2 separate regions of the Rattus norvegicus genome follow, and region 1 is linked to region 2. A link is a contact called in public Hi-C data. All regions are on one chromosome and are shown on one strand. Each heading gives the region's core, a stretch centred on a gene start, on an enhancer-like site or on the middle of the called end of the contact. The rest is flanking DNA. Distances are from core to core; before and after follow the strand shown.

Region 1 (4,977 bases), core at 1,771-4,270, 520 kb after region 2:
GATCACCCTGGAAATCCGATCGGCTTCCTGATCCTTCAGTGCCTCAGAGGACGTCTGATCCCCTGGCCTGAGTCCAGCAGGAGCCTGCTAGCTTGGTTTAGACAGAATCCCCTCGCCCCTGAGTTTCCTCGGGGTGATTTTCCATCCACTCTGCTCTGCACCTTGGCTAGAATTTTTACCTTGCCTGTGTTGTCTTCAGTTCAAGTCTCATCCTTCCCTGGCAGCAAAGCCCACAGCAGTGATGGCGCCGCCAAGGTCCTAAAGAGTCTGTCTCATCCTGCTTTGGTGTAACACTATCACTGGCTGATGCTTTCTCCTTAAAACAACTTCCCATTGCCAAGTGCAAACGCTCTCCTTTAGAATGAGTCTCCCGAACTCAAGGTTATGCGGCTGCGCTGGGCGCTAACTTAAGCTGGAAGTTAACGTTGTCTCTGAAAAACTTCATACACAATTTCTCAACAGACTACACCAAGTGAGATTTCCTCCCCTGATCCCTCGAGCCCTCTGCCGCATTTACTCAAAGGAGAGTCTTAGAGTGGGGATGGGTCTTTACTCTTAAGTATACAGGGATGCACACGTTTTCCTGCCCACTCCTAAGTCCATTCTGCTCTGGAAGAGACAAATGACAAGACTCCCATGACCTTCCTTCTTTCGTCAGTCCCTCCCCTCCCCCACCTCTTGAAACCGCAGTTGCATGAATGCCGCCACACCCACCCAAGAAGGCTACAAGTTTAAACTTCTCCAGTTCTGGCAGGAAAGGCCTTTGTAGGAAGGCGGTGCAGCTGTGCAGAGGCAACTTAAAACCGGTCCCACCAGTGCAGCAAGGAGAGCAACTCACAGCCCTCAGAGGCGGCTCCAAGTGTGACAGATACAAACAGCCCAGTGGCCTTCAAAGGTCAATGTAGTCAAGGCCGGGTGGGGTTGGGGGTTGGGGGGAGACAGACACCAGCAGGAACCATGTGACCTGCTAACACATGAGTCCTGGAGAAACTGCATAATGGAGGGGTAAAAACACTTCCTGGTAAAAAACACTGGCCAGAGGGATGGTTGGAGAAGCTAAATCAGTAAAATAAATCAATCAATCGATCAGTCAGTCAATCAATAATCTTAGTTGTTATAAAGTTCCACTTAAAATCATTCTAAAAATTAACAGCGTGGAGTATTAGGGGCTATGTGAATTAAAACAAAGTTATCCGGAAATTATAAAACAAGTCATTAGAGGGGCTGGGGATTTAGCTCAGTGGTAGAGCGCTTACCTAGGAAGCGCAAGGCCCTGGGTTCGGTCCCCAGCTCTGGGGGGGGGGGGGGAGGGGGGGGACCAAAACAAAGTCATTAGAATAAGAGAAAGAATGGGAGTGCAGTTGGGGGGTGGGAGGACAAGGGAACTTGCTGGGGAAAATTGTGACCAGAATATATCATATGAAAAAGATTTTTCTCAACAAAAGAAATAGATTGGAAAACAAACAAACAAAACCAATAGCCTCTGCCATGAGAAAAAGTCCCCATACAGTAGAGTTCACCCAAGAGTTCGAGCAGCTACGTGATGTCTATTTTTCTTATTTATTATGTTTACATTTGGGGGGGAGATTATGGTGTAAGAAGATTCAAAAGAAACACTGAATAAATAAATAAGGTTTGGTAGTTCTGTTCTGTTACAGTCATTCACTCCACTCCTAACTATATACACTCCGTGGCTTTCATTCCTCCCATAGTGAGGATTGAGTCACGCCCTTGACGTTTGAGGCCAGTATTCTACTACGAAGCTCTCTGCTATGAGTTCCTAAGAAGAATAAAAGGCCAGAGCAATGGCCACAGGTACAGGCATTTGCTGACCTCAGTCGCTCGGACCCACTCGATGCGGTAAGACCCCAATTCCCACAAGTTATTGTCCAACTTCCACACTTAGCGTGTTCCTAACCGCCATCCACCACATACACTAAATAAATAACTTTGATGAACACATGAACCCTAGAAACTGGTCTAAAACGGAAAATTAAAGAAAGACAAAATTAGGGAAATAAAAGTTCCCCTTTAGAGACATTTGGATACAGATGTTCAGAGCAGCATGATATGCAACAGCCCAGGGAGGAAACAAATCAAATGTTTACGGGTGACGGTTTGAAATATTACAAGTCCACACAATGGAATACTTTTTAACAAGAAGTGTTAAAGCGTGCTATAAAATGGATAAACCTTGACAAGTTAATACATGAAAAAAGTTATAAAAAAAACCAGCTGTTACTTGGCTCTATTATATATGGAGTCCAGAGGAGGGTAAATTTAGAGAGACAGGAAGTAGACTTGTGTTTGGACACATCTGGAAGGACAGGCGGTAAGGGCGTGGCTCTCATCGACTAGGAGGGCACTCTGGGAATGGTGGAATGTGTTAGCCTATGTGATGACCGCAAAATTCTGCGAATACTCTAAAACCGTTCACTTGAGTCCCTCAGCTACTGTCATTGTACACGAATTATATCTCGACAAGGATATTTTAAGGGAAGCTGACTAATTGTATTAGCTGTTCAAAAAAAAAAAAAAAAAAAAAACCTAGTCGAGCTTCTACATCTAACTAAAATTGAACACAGCTCGAATTGAATCAAGACTACTAGCCCAGAGCGAACCTCTGGAAACAGTTGAGGGCCAGGTAAAAGTCACCCATGTCTGCAAGCCTGAGATGGGGAAGAGCGGGAGTGGGCAGATTGTGTTCGATGACAATCTCTACAAATTAAAGATGACCTCAGAAGGTCAAATCTGGAAACCAGGAGCTCGCACACAGCTAGCTTCCTGTGAAGTCAGCAGCCCAGAGCACGTTAACAGCTGCGCGAACTGTGACTCACTCCCTCACTGATCTCCCTGTGAGAGCGCAGCTGCTGTCAAAGGGAGCGAGGAAAAGCTACACAACAGGTTGGTTCCACATTCTCATTTCACAGAAAGAAGAATTCGGGTGCCAAAGGGTACAATTTCTAGTGACAAAACCAGGTCTACCTTAAGCCGCCTCAAACATACCACAAGATCTCTAATGACCTCCAGTGGTAACAACTGAAACTGCTTGGTTTATGGAGCCCGAGACTAGAATGCACTCCACAATGTGATCATGGATATGAGGTTTGGTCTGCTATTTATTAATTTTTCTAGAAAGCTGGAAAGGAATCCTAGGAAGTGACTACGGTGAAATGTGCCTCCTCTTGCTCTTCAGACACTCACTAAACAGTCTCTGCTGGGCTGTGGAGATGTTTGATGTTTAGAGCACATACAGCTCTTCCAGAAGCTCTGAGTTCAGTTCCCAGCACCTGCACTGCACAGCAGTTTACCAACACCTAAAGCTTCATCTCCCGGGATCAGACATCCTCTTCAGGCCTCCACAGACACCCCCTCCACAGACACACACATGTAAGAATAAGAAAATAAATATTCTTTTTAAAAAAAAGAATCTTCACAATGTCAGGCCCCAAAGGGGATAGGAACTCCACAGGAATATGAACAGAGTCAACTAACCTGGACCCTTGGGGCTCTTAGAGTCTGAACCACCAACCAAAGAACATTCATGGGCGGAACCTAGGCCACCCCACACATATGTAGCAGATGTGCAGCTTGGTCTTCATGTAGGTCCTGAATAAATGGAGGGTAGGGAGGCTATCCCAAAAGCTGTTACCTGTATGTGGGATGTGTTCTTCTAGCTGGGCTGCCTTGTCTGGCCTCAGTGGGAGAGGAAGCACCTAGCCTCACAGAGACTTGAAGTGTGTGTCGGGGGGCAGGGGGAGCATCCGCTCAGAGGAGAAGGGGAAGGGGTGTGGGGGTAGGATTGTAGGAGGGGGTGACCAGGAAGAGGACAATGAGCAGGATGTAAAGTGAATAAGGAAAAAATAAATTAAATTAAAAAGTATCTTCACAATTCATTCAACCCAGTCAGAGAGATGTTTTCTTTTCCAGGGTACCCCACCAGGAAGCCTCAGTGGACAATCTACTGCGAACCCACAGAGGTGGGAGTGAGAGGCCAGTATAGAAGAGAAACAAAACAGAACAAAACTCATCTTGCCATGGCGGGCAGGAGTAGGTGGGAGGAACAGTAGAAGGCAATTTTTGAAGTAAGAGCCACTCTTGATGGTTTATGAACCTTGTATAAGAAATTGAAGGTCAGCCTCTCCTTGAGCTCACAGTGAAAGCAACTATCCCCAGTTGGCTGTGGGACATACCCAGAGTTTCACTAAACAAACAAGAGGAAATAAGCCGCTTCCTAGAGTCCCCTCTGCCGGTGCGACAGAGTTCCAGTTCTCTGTCTACTGGATAAAGAACGTCAGACTATGTACAAAGGAAATATGCCGCTCCGTTATGATTGTTGGCTGAAGACACAGTGATTGTCCCAGACGGACTCAAGGTAACGTTTCTGGAGATGAATCTGGCAAAACCATTCTTATAGAAGCTGCTACTGCCCACCCAGGTTCTTCAGTCAGGTTCAGGCACACCGAGGGGCTTTCTAGAATATTCTGGTTGCACACACATCTTGAATAGCTCCAGTTTCACTCACGAGAGTCCACTGATAGCACTTAGCTGGCTGTTTGATAAGCTACCGGCTGCTCTGATTGTCTCCTGAGTCTGACGTTTGCTCTGCTCACTGGAAAGTATCTGGGAGCAGCTGAAGTATTGCGACTTGCCAATCAGAGAAAACTAATCATCTCTAGAGTAGTAATTCCTGATCAGAACATTAGCTGCCCTGGCTGTGATTTCAACTAACAAATGTCACACTGTCTACGCCAAAGGGCAATGGAAGAATAGGAGAAGGTCAAAACCTGTGGGACGCTATGTGTCTTGTCATAACCCTAAAGGCCACTAGCATTGTCCTTTCTTATGTCTTTTTCGGTTCCATCCAGTACTTAGTAATCATTTATAAAATGTCTACCTATGTACCAGACATTCATCTGGCATAGATTGTCCACCTGATGGCTCCAAAGAGAACCTAGCAGAGCAAGAGAATAGACC
Region 2 (5,000 bases), core at 514-3,013:
ACTGTATGAGGGGCTCACATCATTAGATAGGTGTGTCTGCCTGTTCTGTTATACATTTGACCTTTCAGGAATCTCAAGATACGGCTGTACCCATTTCCAGGACCAGTCAAGATATTCTGCTAAAGCAAATGTGATTCTGAAAGGACACACATTGGCTAGTCTAAACCATGTTTCTCAGTTCTGACCTCATTAGAACTCCACGTCAGATCAAAGCAAACCAGTGTTATATGTTGTAATTTTGTTTCTCTTTTTACTGAATTCCATATTGCTGAGTGATGACTTCTTCCCCAGATTAAGCTAATACCTTGGGTCTGCCAATCCTATATAACCCAATGAATAAAAACATCTGTGGTTAAGTTCTCCCAGGTTGAAAAAAAAAAAAAAAAAAAAAAGACCACTTTGTAATTTGCCCCAGTGGCTGATTACAATTATACACGAGTTCTGATTATAAGTTTCAGAATGATATTTGAATGTCAAAATGTGTAAGAAAATGAACCTCTTAAGACACAGGAAATGGCCACACATTTAATATCATCTCTTGGAAGTAGAGGCAGGCAGATCTCTGTGAACTTGAGGCCAGCCTGGTCTACAGAGGTAGGCCCAGGACAGCCAGGGCTACAGAGAGAAGCCTTGTCTCGAGAAAATAAATACAGGAGGTATAACAGTCAGTCTGTGTATACTTAAATGATCTTCCTGGACATATCCAGACTTGTCTGCCCTAAGGGTGAGCCTACCGGCTTTCTTACCGAAATGAACAGTAGACTGGGATTAAAAAACATGGGTCTTACTCTGCAACTAAATAGCCGTGTAATTTAATCACCGCTGCCTCAAGTTTCTCCATCAGCGAAATGAAGATGTTTAATTAATATAACTTGTATTCAAATTCTCATGAAAGAAACATCGGCCCCATCCCTATCGCTTTTCTTTCTGTGGAAAGACGGGCTACGCGAGGAGCTGCGTCAAATCCTATTACGGCATCTCCTTACTTTTCCGTTTCTGAGGTAAGCGGGAGCCTGGCGGTGAGCCACAGACTGGATCCAGCTGGGCGGGCGCTCCGAGAGTTGAAGCCGTCTCTGTAAACATCCCCTACATTGTCGTAATAACATTACGCTGTTGTTGTATGCTGAGATTTACTGGCCTTCAAACAAGTATCCGAACCTTACCAGCCATGAAATATTTCTTGTGCACGACACTTTTAATGCTTCAGGCGACTACAAGACATCCATTGCCGGTACAGTGGTTCCAATTACGTGTGCTAAAATTTCTAACCAACTCTTCATTTCAAGTTCTGCCTCACTCCCTTATATATTAATTTGGTCACTCGGGACTTAGGAGTAGAAAGCATTCAATCGATATTAGGACTCTGATTTCTTCAAACTACTCCTCCTGATGCACGATTTTCATCACCATCACTGTTATTGTTATTTAATCCCTCAGAGAGAGAATCCTATGATTTGATGCTAACTTGGACGAAGCAAAATTGACAACTGTGAGCTTTAAGCAGGAAAGGGCCAACAGTCTGCCTGTTCGTCTAGTTTTCCTTATCTAACTTCCCACCACCATAGGCCTCCATCTATCCTCAGTTACTTGGATAGATGACAGATTGATATGTTAAAACTAGTTGCACAAAAGGAACTGTGGGTAATCGTGCGGGTAACTACCCAGGAAATGACTATTTTGCACACAGAAGTGAGGGTTCTAGTACAAGGACGCATTTCACATACTGGCCACCAGGTGGCGCTAAGGTCCTATCAATTTTATTCGCACTTCCTTCTGAGTGGCTACCAAGACTAGATTGACACTTGCTTCAGCAACTAATCTCCACCGCATTTGCTTTTACTGAACCATAACAGGTTCTGTACGACCTACAGTAAACTTCAAGGCAGGACCAAGTCAAGGATGCCTGCACACACTCTTTCGCTACAGTCCACCAAAATTAGAATTCACAAAAGGTGTCCTTTTCCTAAGGGTCTTTTTCCTTTTTCAAGTCCCCTCCTCCTGTCTTCCTTTCGCTCAAGAGCCAATGGCTCGATTTGATGCCCCGCTAAGAACATTTGTACCTTAAAAGAGAGACTGAAGGAACAGAGGTAGGACTTTGTAAGTATTGGAAGGCTTTTGTGCCTCCCCTTACCTGTTTCTTCTCCCATCCACAAGCCAGCCAGCTCTGAGGTCAGCTTTGCTCCATTGTTCAGTCTTAGATAAGGGTTTTCATTCCTGTTTCACCATCAGCCAATTCTTCTATTACTGGAGGTTCAGGCAGCATCAAGACACTGGGGTTTTTACAGCCCAGATATGCAATGCTGGTCTCCAACCCACCCAAGCATCCTCATCCCAAATCTGCATACCGCTGGCTACACACACACACACACACACACACACACACACACACACGCACGCACACACACACACACACACACACACACCCCGCCACACACACGTTTCTCATATACCTTTAAGCAGAATCTAAGACTGCATTCAAACTCCTCTTCGCCATTAGCAGCCCTCACCATGCTAATTGGCATCTCTGGGAGTTAAATTATCTCCATCTGTTGACTCTCTGTGATTGCTCCTCCCCAAGACTCAAGACTCAGACTTTGCCTCACCGGTGAATGGATCCTGGATGCTACCTTCTTCCCCCGTGGAACTCTTCAACCTTACTCCTGTTTTCCTCATGACACTTGTCGTTTTGTTTTTCCGGTGTTGACAAATCATTTGACATTCTTCTCCTCAGATGGTGGCGTGGTACGGCTTCCACAGACCTGGGGTTTCACTCTCTGCGTTTTCTACCACTGACCTTGCGAGGCTCATTCAGAAAAAGACCACACAGTTCCCTCCCACTCCTCTCAGGGCACACCCCTTTGGAGCCCTGAGTCTCACCACCTTGAGGCTGACACGCTGTGAGTAAGCCAGGTCACATGGAGTTGTTCCTGCCACCCATTCCCACAGACGTTCCCAGTAGATGACCTGTGTCAACCAACATGGCTGCCGGTGCTTCCCATCTCAGTGACGGAATTACCCTCCAACGCTGAGGTTAGACATTATGGAGCAGAGAGGAGTGTGAGCCTCCCCACTTATGACCCACAGATCACAGCGAGCATGGCAAAACCAAAGCTTGTGGAATCAGTTGGTAAATACCAGGAGCAACTTTGCCATTTCTCTTAAAATGGATTTTCTTATCGGAATGGGTTTTTGGTAGCTGGCCTTAATTCAAAATCCAATCTCTCTGTGAACAGGCCTCTTTGGTTTTGTTCATTGCACATCAGCCTGGAAAAATGCTAACACACGGTGGATGCTTAGCCATTATTTATTATTAAATTCACTTATTAGAAGGAGTCAATGATTTTCCCTGTACTGTATTTTAATTCTCTCTGTCTTTAATTCCTGCTGTCTTTGTTCGGAAATTCCTTATTCCTTGCCTACGTGTGGTCTGACCAGATACCGACCACCTACTCAGAAGGTGAGAATGGAAGAGAAAAATTTGGTTCCGTAGCTCAGACCAATGAAATGGATCTGGTTAGCCATGCTTATACCACGGTGATGAGAGAGAGCGGGCAGGCGACACCAAGGCTCGGTGCCTCTCAGAATGAAAGCTAGTATGTGACAGACCAAGAAAATCGTAGGAAAGAGAACAATCTATAGAAACTACAGTTGAGTTGGGACCACAGATGCTAGCTGAAGAGTAGAGGAGTTAGTTAGCTGACATCAACAGACAGTTGGTATCTAAGGGGTCACACTACTCTAAACCCGGGAGAGAAGGGAGACGGGGAAGACGCATCTGTCTTTCACAATACTCCATCTGTTTCGTCCCCATCAGAACCACAGCTCTTGTGAGGCACCCGTACCACTTTCTTCACTAATATGGGTGACCTTGGAGCCCTGGTCTAGAACTCTGCTTTTATTAGTCACTCTTTCCTCTGCCCAATAGGCATGGCTCATTCTCATCCCTGTAGTTTCGGAACCCTTCAACAAGGGTTTTCTTTGAGAAGGCTCCTCCCAAAATTCCCTCTTTCACAACACTACTTGAATTAAAAATACCGTACAGGTTATGTAGAACTTCTTCGACTTTGTAACCCCACCCCGGTGTTGGAAATTTTTAGCTATAATTTACATTTCTATTCTCTACTCTATTCTACTTATGCCCACTCTATTATCTATTCTTAGTCAATGAGAGGGCAGTCATCATTCGACTAATTCCTAACTTAATGATGTTGTCACGAACGTCCGTGTTTTTAATCAGCTCTCTACCAGGCTCTCCTTAGCATTGACCCCGACCTTCATCTAGTAGCAGGTACAGTTAGCCAAACTTCCATGATCTGTCCCAGAGAAGAGCTTTTACAAACACAACCCTCCCTCTATGTATCAGGTCCTACGCCCATTTCTGGGGCAGGGTTAGCATAACGTACCTCTAACAGGGCAGTCAACGGTGGACAACCCCTTCCTGAAAGTTTGGTTTCAAGCATAGCTTTCTCTTTTTAAGAAGCCCAGAACTGAATAAGAGTTATGCTTAAAGTACGTTTTATATTTTCAAAGTGTCTTCACATGAGGGAGATTTATAGCTAACCGAATTATGTTATAAATCACTTAATGTCGGTCTATTTTAAAAAAGTTAAAGTGTCTTTCTATAAAATGACATTCGTAGATATAAATAAATATCCTCTTAAAAAGAAGAATATGGTCATTATGTCTTCATTTTAAACCCTTCAAAAAGTCCCTTGTTAAGATGATTAATAAATAATTTCACTGGACTAAGGAAATCATGTATGCATTGGCAGGCGACTAATCTCAGGGCAACGTGAACAGAATCCAGCATTTATATCTAGTCTTTAGGAGCAAATTGCCAGTGGCTATACGTTCTATTTCCTTGGTAAAACACATTGGTAAATACACCAAAGTAAAAATAGATTATTAAGTCAGTCAGACAATATCGCAATAGGAGAAATAAGAAACACCTAAGACATGGTCACCTTTCTGACTAGACATTGACTGGCCGCTCTGCCATT

Evidence for each region. A called contact is a pair of places that touch in the nucleus more often than the background predicts.
Region 1: a contact with region 2 is called in a Hi-C map of frontal cortex, with 6 times the contacts expected there. The contact joins two enhancer-like sites. A contact is called at or near these places in 7 of 12 Hi-C or Micro-C datasets (frontal cortex, kidney, liver and 3 more).

What each region holds. Positions count from the first base shown.
Region 1 is chr1:14,657,866-14,662,842 of GRCr8, forward strand. All of the region lies in intron 2 of Ect2l (epithelial cell transforming 2 like), which reads right to left. Among named protein-coding and RNA genes, the nearest start is that of Ect2l, 17 kb to the right of the region's middle. Within about 2 kb of position 3,021, at least 11 of the 93 cell types and tissues checked have an H3K27ac peak or open chromatin away from gene starts, as enhancers often do.
Region 2 is chr1:14,140,803-14,145,802 of GRCr8, forward strand. No RefSeq gene overlaps it. Among named protein-coding and RNA genes, the nearest start is that of Cited2, 11 kb to the left of the region's middle. Within about 2 kb of position 1,764, at least 15 of the 93 cell types and tissues checked have an H3K27ac peak or open chromatin away from gene starts, as enhancers often do.